Regions from separate parts of the Ovis aries genome. Here regions 2 and 3 are each linked to region 1. A link is a contact called in public Hi-C data. All regions are on one chromosome and are shown on one strand. The core of a region is the stretch at or near the end of the contact, and the rest is flanking DNA. Distances in the headings are between cores, read along the strand shown.

Region 1 (3,543 bases), core at 467-2,966:
TCATCATCAAGCGGTTAGGATTACAAGACACATCCCTTGCCAAAACCCGCTTGTCATTCAGCACACATCTGCAGCTGGTGTGCTCACACAAACCAATCAGCAGGCTAAAAAAAAAAATTGAAGATTCCACACATATGGGTCTAGAAATGTATGCCGATTACACAGCACTGTATCTACACACACCCCATCCAGCACTGACGTCAGGAGCCTTACCCTTTAAACACCTTTAACTATTCTGCAAAGAGTAAATGCATCATTTGCCACCACCTCCAACAGTTTCTTGTTTGTAATTTTTTTATTGGTCTCTTTGTGTGATAATGACCTACACATGGACAGGGTCCAAACCATCTGGAAGATGTCTGATTCCAGGCTGAAAAGCAGTTCTCAACAAAACTGGTCTTCTGAAGCTACCACAAAGCACCAGGAAAGGGGCGTTCTTCGCGGCCATCCCCCAGCCCAGGCCAGCACAGCGCCCCGCGCCTTCCAGCTGCGGTACTGTTCCACGCAGTCCTCTGATGGCCCAAACCACCACCTCGTTTGGGCCCAGAGCAGGGCAAATGGATTTTCACAGGGTCCTGCCCTGTGACATAAAATTATCCAGCTTTCATAGCCCAAGGAGAGGCTGTTCCCCCAGCACCTCCCACTGCCACCGTGCCCCCAGTTGGGAACTCCCGGGGTTCTGGGAGCCGCATACCTCAGGTAGCTCACAGGTGCGATCCCCAGTGAGGGCGGGGGAGCCTGAACTTCTGGCCCTGCTGGAGTAGGAGGAAATTGCTTTTGTCTCGGATATCTGAGCCTTCCAACCTGGGCCAGCAGGGCGGACGGTGGGACCTGCACGTCCACTCCCCAGCCGGGTCCCCCACCCCCTGAGTAGCTCCGGCTTTCAGACAAAAGGACCCCTGAGCTGCGGGTGGGGGGGGGGGGGCAGGTCGAGCGCAGGCTGGCCAGCTTGCCTACATACCCAGGTTAAGTCACCAGTCCTGCATGTGGGTGCAGAGACTCCGCTTTAAAAATTCGAAGCGTCGCTTTGGTTCGCTGTCTTTGTTCGCGGGCGCGCGGGCCACACAGCCTTTCATTCATTCATTCCGGACTCGCTCGCTCCCCGCGCCTAGCCCCGTAACGTCGCCGCCCGGAGCATTACCGCTTCTTCTTCTGCTTGAGGGACTTCCTGCGTTTCAGGATCATCTCGTACAGCTTGTCCATGCCCTCGGTGAGACCCTCGCCGATGATGGCGCACGCCGGCTGGACGTGGTAGGTGGTGGCCGGGATGAGCTCGTGCAGCGCCAGCTGCTTCTCGATCTCCGCCACGGGCAGCGACTTGGGCAGGTCCTGCTTGTTGGCGATGACCAGCAGCGGCGTGCCCTGGTTCTCGGCGAACTTGGTCACTTTGTGCAGCTCTGTCTTGGCCTCCTCCAGCCGGTCCACGTCCACCGAGTCCACCACGTAGATGATGCCGTCCGTGCAGCGGCTGTAGGACTTCCACAGCGGCCGAAGCTTCTCCTGGCCGCCCACGTCCCAGAAGTGGCAGCTGATGCCCTTGGCCGTGCCGTTGCTCAGCTTGATCTTCTCCGTGTTGAAGCCGATGGTGGGCACGGTGTTCACGAACTCGTTGAACTTGAGCCGGTAGAGCACCGTGGTCTTGCCGGCCGAGTCCAAGCCCAGCATGACGATGTGCAGAGACTGGAAGGCCGAGATGTTGGAGGAGATGTTGCCCATGGCTCCTCGCTGCGGCGCCGGCCACTGCGGCTGCGGCGGGAGGGCGCCGCCCCCCGCCCTCCGGAGCAGTTACGGGCCCGACGCGGGCGGGCGCACCTGGGCCCCGCCTGCCGCCCTCAGCCGCCGGCACCGGCCTGGGCTTGGAGTACCCGGGGCGCACGGCTCGGCGCGCTCAGACACCGCGGCCCCCGCGCCCGCGCCGGCCGGGCATCGCGTCTCTCTCGATGGGCTTTGTCTCCCGCGCAGTCTCCTCCGCTGCGGCGCCGCGGGCTGCTCGCGCCCGTCGCCCTCCCCCGCCGGCCCCGGCTCTCTCTCTGCTGCTTCCTCGGGCCGCGCCCCCGCGCTCCAGCCGCTGCCCTGGCTCTCCGCGGCTGCGGGTTCCGGGCTCCGAGCGCCGAGGGCTCGCCTCTGCCTGGGCGGCGCCGCCGGGGGGCCAATCCCACTCCCAGGGCGAGCCTCGGAGGCGCAGGCGGGGCGTGGGCTTCCCCGGGCTTCGCTGCCTGCGCGGTCGCCTGGCTGTCCCCGCAGTCCCCGCGCCGCCACCGCCGCCGCGGGCAGCCTGCTGCGGCAGGAGGGCGCCCGGCCCCGCCCCTAGGAGGCCCCGCCCCTCATCCCGCCCCTATGGCCCCGCCCCTTCGTGGTGCCCTCGTACCGACGGCCCCGCCCCTCGCCCGCCCCGCCCCCCGCGCCCCGCCCCAGGTCGGGCGTGGACCTCCCAGCCCGGCGGGCCGCTTTCGCGCCTTTCAGTGCTTTCGAAATCGCCCTGGTCGTCTCCTCCCGCGCCGCACCCAGATAATGGGTTCCCGAGCTGCCGGCTCTTCCCGCCTCGGCCCTCTGACGCATCTTGTAAAAATAGCTCCCGGAACTCCACGCCCAGCCAGCCCCAGGCCGGACCGACTGTCCGGCGGGACTGCAGCGTGGGAGGCGCAGCCGGCCTCCAGGAGCGAGGGCTGGGGATCCAGAGTCCAGGGCAAGGCGGGCCGGGGCAGCCCTGCCCGAGGGACTGGGGACCATCCAAGGTAGAAGTGGGGTGAGAGTGCCCCCTCTGGGGAGAGAGGGCTGTGGATCAGGGCCCCGACCCCCAGACTCCCCCACCCAGTAGAGGGGAAAGGAGGGCGTGGGCCGCAGGGAGCCAGCCCGGGCACGTGGCCTTTGCGGTGCCCAGGACACTGACCCTCGCTGGTACGCTGGCTCACTTCCCTGCCAGAACTCCGGGGGGATGGGGTGGGGTCTCCACGGGATCCCCGCTGCCCTGGGGCGCAGACCTGCGCGCATTTCGCCCCGGAGGCCTGGCTTCATTTAAGGAGACTTGTCTGTCCCCAGATAGCTCCGGCGACTCACCAGCCCCAGACAGCCCCTTTGCTACCTCCAGCGTCTGCGCGGACATCCCAGGTCAAGCGTGAGCATCTCAGGAGAGCACCCTCTACCACCCATGGCACTTAGAGAACTGAGAACCTCCTGCCCACAGGTGAGCCAATCCTCCAGCGACTGGTGCTCCAGGGGCATTTAGGCCTGAAACAAAAATGTGTCAGCAGCTCCGAGTAGGTTACACCGTAGGTCACAGGCACCAGTGCCCAGCCCCTGGCTGGCTTCTCCCATCACTCCGATTCAGTGCTCTCATTCTAGTTGGTAAGCATGTAACCAAGGCTTATCCTCTGCAGGTACAGAGGAAACTGAGTGGAGGAGGAGAAGCAGAGGCAGTATGCACAAGGGCTTCTTCCCAATGCCAGCTTATGAGGCAGGAAGAGGGAAATGGGGTCTGGGGGATGGAAATGAGTCTGATAACCATTGATGGCTGAAAACCAAATTATTGTAGAAAAGCTTTCC
Region 2 (3,543 bases), core at 769-3,268, 460 kb before region 1:
GCCCCGTGGACTGTAGCCCACCAGGCTCCTCTGTCCACGAGATTTCCCAGGCAAGAATACCAGAGCGGGCTGCCATTTCCTTTTCCGGGGAATCTTCCCGACCCAGGGATCGAACCTGCATCTCCTGCGTTGGCAGGCGGATTCTTTACTGCTGAGCTGCTTGGGAAGCCCACGCTACATAGAATATACAGTGAAGCACACAAAGCCCAATTCTAGAGGATGCATGCTCTCGGCAGTGCACACCAGGCAGCTGAACTCATGTAATCGGATGTGGGAACCTACATTCGCATCTTTGAAAGTTCACATCTTGAAGGTTCATGTGTGGGGGACTGACAGTATTTAGGTTGAAGGGCTGAACTGTTGGGAGTCTTGAGAGCTCTGCTGTGTGTGATGTCCTCGTGTCTCCTGGAGTCACGAGGGCGGTGCACGTGGCCTTTGGTGTTCAGTGACTGAAGGGCAGGTGCAGACCCTGGTCTATTTCCACTTTCGGTTCCCAGGCTTTTGGCGGTTTCTTCACGTTTGGTTATTTTTAAAACTAAAACTTTGATTATAAATCAACCACACTTCAGTAACATTAAAAAAAAAATACTAGCAAATAAAATCCAGAAATAAATAAAAGTGAGACAAGAGCACAGCTTTGAAATGTTTGGTCCGCATCTCACAAAGTCTTTCCCTTCTTTCCACAGGCTCCACCCTTCTAACAAAACCTCACTGTACTCGGGACGAGTGATTTTTTGCCTGGATTACATTATATTCACCCTGAGGTTGATTCACATTTTCACGGTCAGCAGAAATTTAGGACCCAAGATTATAATGTTGCAGAGGATGGTAAGACTAAGGCGTGTTTGTGGTTAGTTGTCCTTCTTCTGACTATACCCAGAGTTCTTTTTGTTGCCGAGAGGAACTTTTTCTCCACAGAGGGATGGTTGCATTTCATAATCAGTAGCATCTGTTTTTTTTTTTTGATCTGTTTTCCTCAGGGGCCCCTTCCAGGTTAAAATTTAATGAAAGATGACTGTTGGGAGCAAACTGCATAACTCAGCACATTACTAGTAAAGATCTCTGTTTAGACTGTCCATGTTACCAAGTGCTCTCACTTGAGTCTTAAGTATTCACTAGGGGTGGCACAGTGGTAAAGAATCTACCTGCCAATGCAGGAGATGCAAGAAACTCAGATTCAATCCCTGTGTGGAAAAGATCCCCTGGAATAGAAAATGGCAACCCACTCCAGGATTCCTGCCTGGAGAATCCCGCGGACAGAGGAGGCTGGTGGGCTACAGTCCATGGGGTCACAAAGTCGGACCTGATTGAGCACGCGTGCGCAGGCAGGATAGGGACTTTCACACCCACTTCACAGATGTGGACAATTGGGTTCAGGAGGTTCACATGTTTGTCTGGAGACAGGCAGTGAGTTAGAAGCACAGCGAGGTCTGGAACTTTAATCTTATAACCACGTAATACAGACCTCAGGGAAGCACCACCAGGCCCATTTCATGGGGCCAGAGAACAGAAAGATAATTGCACACTGACCATGTTGCTTCTCCCAGCTTGTTTCCCACGTGACCCAAACCTCCGTGTTTTTGTCTTTAAATCAGATGGGCGTTTGAATGAGCTCATCTTGAGGTTCCTTTCCGGCGCTGAGCTCCTTTGAGTTTGTGGTTTTAATTCAAAGCATATCTGGGGCATCGAGTCACCATGAAGTCATGCTATGTGTGCAGAACATTAAAAACAATAAAACGATGCATTGTTGTCTAAAAAGGAAAGCTTCTATTTTCCTTAAAAAAAAAAAAGCAACAGCTCAGGGGTCGGCTGGAGAGGAGGGGGGCACTGCGGAGTTGAGGCCCTCTTCTGCTCCCAGGCTGGTCTCATTCAGAAAGTCTCTGCTGCTGAGATGGCCTGGGGACCTGCAAGCAAAGGTGCATCCGTCCGTGGATGCCCCGAGACCCAGGGGTGATGATGGCCATGTTTAAAAATTGGTGAGCGGATGACGCTGGCTGCCTTAGGTCCCTGGGGCCCCTCTGCCCTTCTCCGTGGTCAGCGGAGCGGTCGAGCCGCCCTGGTGCAGTCCTGACTCTGCCCTCCTGTCCTCCTCCCTCGACAGCTGATCGACGTGTTCTTCTTCCTGTTCCTCTTTGCCGTGTGGATGGTGGCCTTCGGTGTGGCCAGGCAGGGGATCCTTAGACAGAACGAGCATCGCTGGAGGTGGATCTTCCGCTCAGTCATCTATGAGCCCTACCTGGCCATGTTTGGCCAAGTGCCCAGCGATGTGGACGGTGAGCCTGACATGGTTTGGGTGGGGACAGCTGGGAGGCGGAAGATGCTTCCAGAACCAGCTCCCAGGGAGCCTCCAGGGCTTTCCGGTTTGATCCTGAGACCTGTCCTAGGAACAGGCTGCTGGAGTCCGGCCAACATCAGGCAGTGGACACTAACCCTCAAAGTCTTTTCCTTCTCCTGAGCAGGATCTTATGTACCCTGGCAATCTTGTACCCAGCATCTCAGCCTGCAAATTTTAAACCTTTTTAAAAAGAGTGTCTCTCAAATTTCTGACAGTGGCATGGCCAATGACAGCCAGAATCCTCACTGGTGTAGAAAAGAGTGTTGTGGGTCTGTCCAGAGTGACAGGGTACCCATTTATTTCAAAAAGTGCAATAGTGAAAAGTTTTGCCCTGGAACCTGGAATTTAAGCTTCTGGTATGAGCTCACTGCCAACTATCTGGAGGCAGGTTAATGGCAGCAGAGATGGCATTAATTTGATCACAGCCAGTTGGCATAAGGAAAGCATGGGGCGTGTGTTTTGGATAAACTGTAGAGCATCTTTGTGATGCTGGCGGTAGCTTGGGCTCAGCGCGTTCTGTCCTGCCACAAGAAAAGCCCCGCGATGTTCACCCGGCCGAGGCTTGTGTTTCCCAGCTCCTTGGTGTTTTCTTAATTGTCCCCATGGCCTCACGTGGTCTTTCTGCTGTCTGCTACTGCAGTCTCTTCCGAGACCTTAAGAATAGCTCTTTCCCATGCGCCAATGGAAAGGCACCTTGCTGTTACTGTTCCCCAGTCTGCACTTGCCGTTTTACATAAGCGGGTGTGTTTCGTCCTCCTGACAGTCCTACAGGTTGGTGGCCTTAGTCCCACGGGAGGCGGGTCACGGTGACCTAAAGAGTCAGTGACCGGCAGTGTTTGAGTCCTGGTTCCGTCACTCGTGTGCTGTGTGACCTGGGATGCAGTTGGCATCTCAGCCTCTAAGTTCTGCTGCTGGTAACGTGGGAGCAGCACCAGCTTCTCTGACTGGCGTCTCACCAGCCAGCAGGGCCAGACTAGCATGCTCAGAGGAGGCTCTCCAGTCCAGAGTGACTCCTGGAGCGCCAGACACTTACATCCACTGCCTTCTCTAAGATTCCCAGGCAAAACTCCTCATCTTCCCTTCCGGACCCAGACTTTCTCCAAGGCCCCCATTCTAGGCTGTTAACACCTGTCACACAGATGTGTATCAGCCTCCCAGTTTACCACGCACCCTTCCCCCGCACTATTTCCTCCCTGGTAGCCATGTTC
Region 3 (3,543 bases), core at 547-3,046, 330 kb before region 1:
TTAATAATAAAAGAGCTCAAGTGGCTTCTTGATCTAATAAATAACCTTCCAGTCTTATTGAAGCCACGCATAAAATTTGTATAATTGCATCGTGGTAAATGAAATGTTCTCTGTGATCTCTTTTAAGTCATTTCCACCTCTGGAATCCTATTTTGATTTCAAATGCATCTGTGAGTTTAATCAAGGGGCATGAGAGACTGCCCACTGCTGGGGTGCAGTCACCTAGGGGTGACGTTGTTCTGACTGTGAATCGTTACCTGAGGCCTCGTTACTGATTATTAAATTGGTGTTTATCAAGGTGCTTCTAAATTGCTTCACCCCTCAAAGATTCTTGGGGAAGGCTGGATTATGAACTGGCAAAGCTCATTGATCCCAGCGGCCTGGCTTGGGCTCATAATAAAATGTAAGCTGATGTGCAGAGAGCCCTGGGAGAAACCCAGCATCAGTGGGAAACCCAGCTTCAGCGAAGAGTGGTCCAGGTGCCCTGGATAACGGCAGGGCTGGCTTCTCCATCAGGCACAAGGGGAGCCTTGCTCAAAGCTCGCCATACTTCAGGGGGCCCACAAAAATGGTGCAATTCCTCTTAAACTCAGAAGAAAATAAGCTTTTAGAGTCAAAGATATTTTAAGTTTTTTTTTTTTTTCCACATCAGAAAAAGAGTGAGTTTTTTTAGTGCCTGTATTAGTTTGCCTGGGATGTCATAACAAAATATCATAGTCTGGGTGGCTGACTTGGCTGACATATATTTTCTCACAGTTCTGGGGCTGGGAGTCCAAGAACAAGGAGTCAGCAGGGTCGGTGTCCCCTGAGGCCTCTCTCCTCGGCTTGCAGATGGCCACGCTCTTGCTGACGCTTCACAGGATCTTTCCTCTGTGAGCACGAACTCCCCTGAGGTCTGTGTGTCCTAATGTCTTCTTACAAGGACACTGACCAGATAGGATTAGAGTCACCCTCGTGGCCTCATTTCACTTTAATTACTTTACTAAAGGCTCTATCTCCAGGGACTTCCCTTGTAGTCCAGGGGTTGAGAGTCTGCCTGTCAATGCAGGGGTTCGGCCCCGGGTCTGGGAAGATTCCACGCGCTGTAGGGCAGCTAAGCCCAGGCACCACAACTACTGAGCCCACACGCTCTGCCTGGAGCCCTGGCTCTACAACAAGAGAAGCCACTGAAATGAGAAGCCAGCACACTGTGACTAGAGAAAGCCCACGTGTAGCAATGGAGGCCCAGCACGGCCAAAACATATATATATATATATATTTCTCTCTCCAAATACAGTCACAGTCTGAGGTCCTGGGGATTAAGGCTTCAGCACGTGAATTTGTAGGAGTGAAGGTGGGCCATACAATTCACCCCATAATCAGGGCCACAAAAATCCTCTTAGGACGGGATGGGCCATAGACGTTGTGGTTTGGCTCCTGTGATAGCAGACTGCCTTGGTTTCCGCAAGGAGGCGGGTGGAGCAGGAAGGTATCTGGGCAGAAGAGACACTCGAGAATGATCAGCGGCCCTACAGCAAAGGTTTCAATGCATTTACCAGCAGCATCCTTAGCTACTTTGTTGGCTCAAGCTCAAAAGAACACAGGATCAGAAAAGCATGTTGCAGTTCATATTTCACCTTCTCCTTAAAGGCTCTCACTGTTTGCTGGACTGTCTATAAAAAGAGAAATTTAATACCCTGGACTCACTACACATTGAAGTCTTTTCTACTAAACTGTGGAGAGCTGAGCCAGGGCCTCTGCTGAGCTCAGGAAAGGAAACCATCAATGTGTTTCACAGGCCCCGGAGCTGATGAGAACACAGCAGGGAGCGGCCTGGTGACTCAGGATGAGGCGCCCGGCCCAGAGCGTGTTTCACTCCGGCCAGGGACGACCACATCCTTCCTCCCGTTTCTGCTTCTCGTTATAACAGCTGTCGCGTGTGTTCAGAGTTCTGCAGACGTTCATCACCTGCACAGACATCAAAGGAGACTTTCTAACGTGGAGGAGTGTGTGCCGTCCCCGAGGTCGGCAAAAGCCAGCCAGAAGGTCAATGCAAAGGGAAGAGACAGCCGTGCTGCCCAGGGGAAGGTGGGCACCGAGGGGCTTACGTCACCCCCTTTACCAAAGAGCACATGGGCTGGGTTTCCTCATGCGGCCGCGGAGGCCCCACTGATTCTCTCATAGGAATGTTGGGAAGAGGGAGGACTCTTGGGAGAGAAGGTTCTAGCAAAATACCCAGTGTGGTGCTTGTGAGCCATGTGCGATGCTGCCTGTCCGTGTTCTCTCTTTCTTCTGCTGGCTGTGCCCGGTCTGTGCTGATGCATGGGCTCTTCTCTAGCTGCTGTGGGGGCTGCTCCCCACAGCAGGGGTGGCGGCTTCTCATTGGGGTGGCTTCTCTTGTTGAGGAGCCGCGGGCTCTGGGGTGTGTGGGCTTCAGTAGTTGCAGCTCCCAGGCTCTAGAGCAGAGGTTCAATAGATGTGGAGCACCGGCTTAGCTGGGGATGACATGTGGGATCTTCCCAGTTGGGGACCAAACTCATGCCTCCTGCATCGGCAGGCAGTTTCTTTTCCACTGAGCCCCCAGGGAAGCCCTTGATCGTGTTCTAGCATGCTTCCTTCCATCTAGGGGCAGGGCTCAGGCCGAGTGGCCGCTGTATACAACAGATGGGATGTGACCGGATGACCCACCATAAGACTCACTGAGTTGCTTCCAGGAAGAAATCGGGGGTTGACTTGCCTCTGCTGCTGGAGAAGAGGTGAGGGCCTTCTGCCGCCAGTTCAGGGGCCAGACAAACGAGACAAAGCCAAAGGCCTTCGGGGATGTTGGCAAGGCTTGGTGGTTCCTTCTTCCCAGGTGAGCCTCTGTGGGAACAAGCGCCTCAACCCAGACCCAGGGCTGAGCCAGCAATGATCTCTAACAAGTAAACTGTAACAGAAACCTATTAAGACTAGTAAATAATTAACAGAGTTCATGGACATGCTCAGTGGAGCATTTCCAGGGCATCTAACTATTCCCGGTAAATGTTCGTCCACATCTTTAGATTATAGACTCAGATAATGAGATCAAATGGACTGTCAAAACTCCCAATATTGCTTTCCCAACCAGTTAAGTCAGAATAAAGTCTTAAACTCTTCAGAAGTGCTTTTTAAAAAAATAATTGGTTTTCTTTTGATTTTTGTTTTTTTACTGGAGGCTAATTGCTTTACAGAATTTTGTTGTGTTCTGTCAAACCTCAACACGATTCAGCCAGAGCGTTTCTGCTCTGACAGGTGGGAAAAATTATTTATAGAGTGGCAGGAGTGAAGGTGGAATTTGCCCTCCATCACCAAGCGTGGAAAATTCTTTGTGATGAATCTGTGTTTAGCATAAGGCTGGCTAAACAGCTCCCTCTGGAAGTTTAAGTACAACTCTGCTGCCAGATTAATGATTAAATGAAGCAATTTTCAGATTAATTCAGTAGGATAGCCTGAGTTTGGGTGCACAGACAGGAAGCTGCACCTATGAAGGGGTAGCCCCGTGGTTTCCTGGATACTGAAACTCAAGCCCAAGCACCCTGAGTTACA

Evidence for each region. Hi-C and Micro-C count contacts between places; a contact is called where the count stands out from the background.
Region 2: a Hi-C map of skin fibroblasts shows a contact between it and region 1, with 2.7 times the contacts expected there. The contact joins the enhancer-like site here to the promoter of ARL4C in region 1. A contact is called at or near these places in 4 of 16 Hi-C or Micro-C datasets (blood, skin fibroblasts and tail adipose tissue).
Region 3: a contact with region 1 is called in a Hi-C map of blood, with 3 times the contacts expected there. The contact joins the enhancer-like site here to the promoter of ARL4C in region 1. A contact is called at or near these places in 10 of 16 Hi-C or Micro-C datasets (blood, hypothalamus, liver and 5 more).

What each region holds. Positions count from the first base shown.
Region 1 is chr1:6,573,702-6,577,244 of ARS-UI_Ramb_v3.0, reverse strand. ARL4C (ADP ribosylation factor like GTPase 4C) reads right to left here and starts at 1,716. Exons shown (of 1, transcript NM_001162554.1): 1 at 1,138-1,716. The coding sequence starts at 1,716. The coding sequence ends at 1,138. It also overlaps a transcript of SPP2 not described here.
Region 2 is chr1:7,037,501-7,041,043 of ARS-UI_Ramb_v3.0, reverse strand. TRPM8 (transient receptor potential cation channel subfamily M member 8) reads left to right here. Exons shown (of 24, transcript XM_015091832.4): 18 at 687-828; 19 at 2,102-2,273. Among named protein-coding and RNA genes, the nearest start is that of SPP2, 55 kb to the right of the region's middle. Within about 2 kb of position 2,018, at least 4 of the 54 cell types and tissues checked have an H3K27ac peak or open chromatin away from gene starts, as enhancers often do.
Region 3 is chr1:6,903,899-6,907,441 of ARS-UI_Ramb_v3.0, reverse strand. It overlaps a transcript of SPP2 not described here. Among named protein-coding and RNA genes, the nearest start is that of SPP2, 78 kb to the left of the region's middle. Within about 2 kb of position 1,796, at least 21 of the 54 cell types and tissues checked have an H3K27ac peak or open chromatin away from gene starts, as enhancers often do. A contact at or near this core is called in liver, where this site is marked.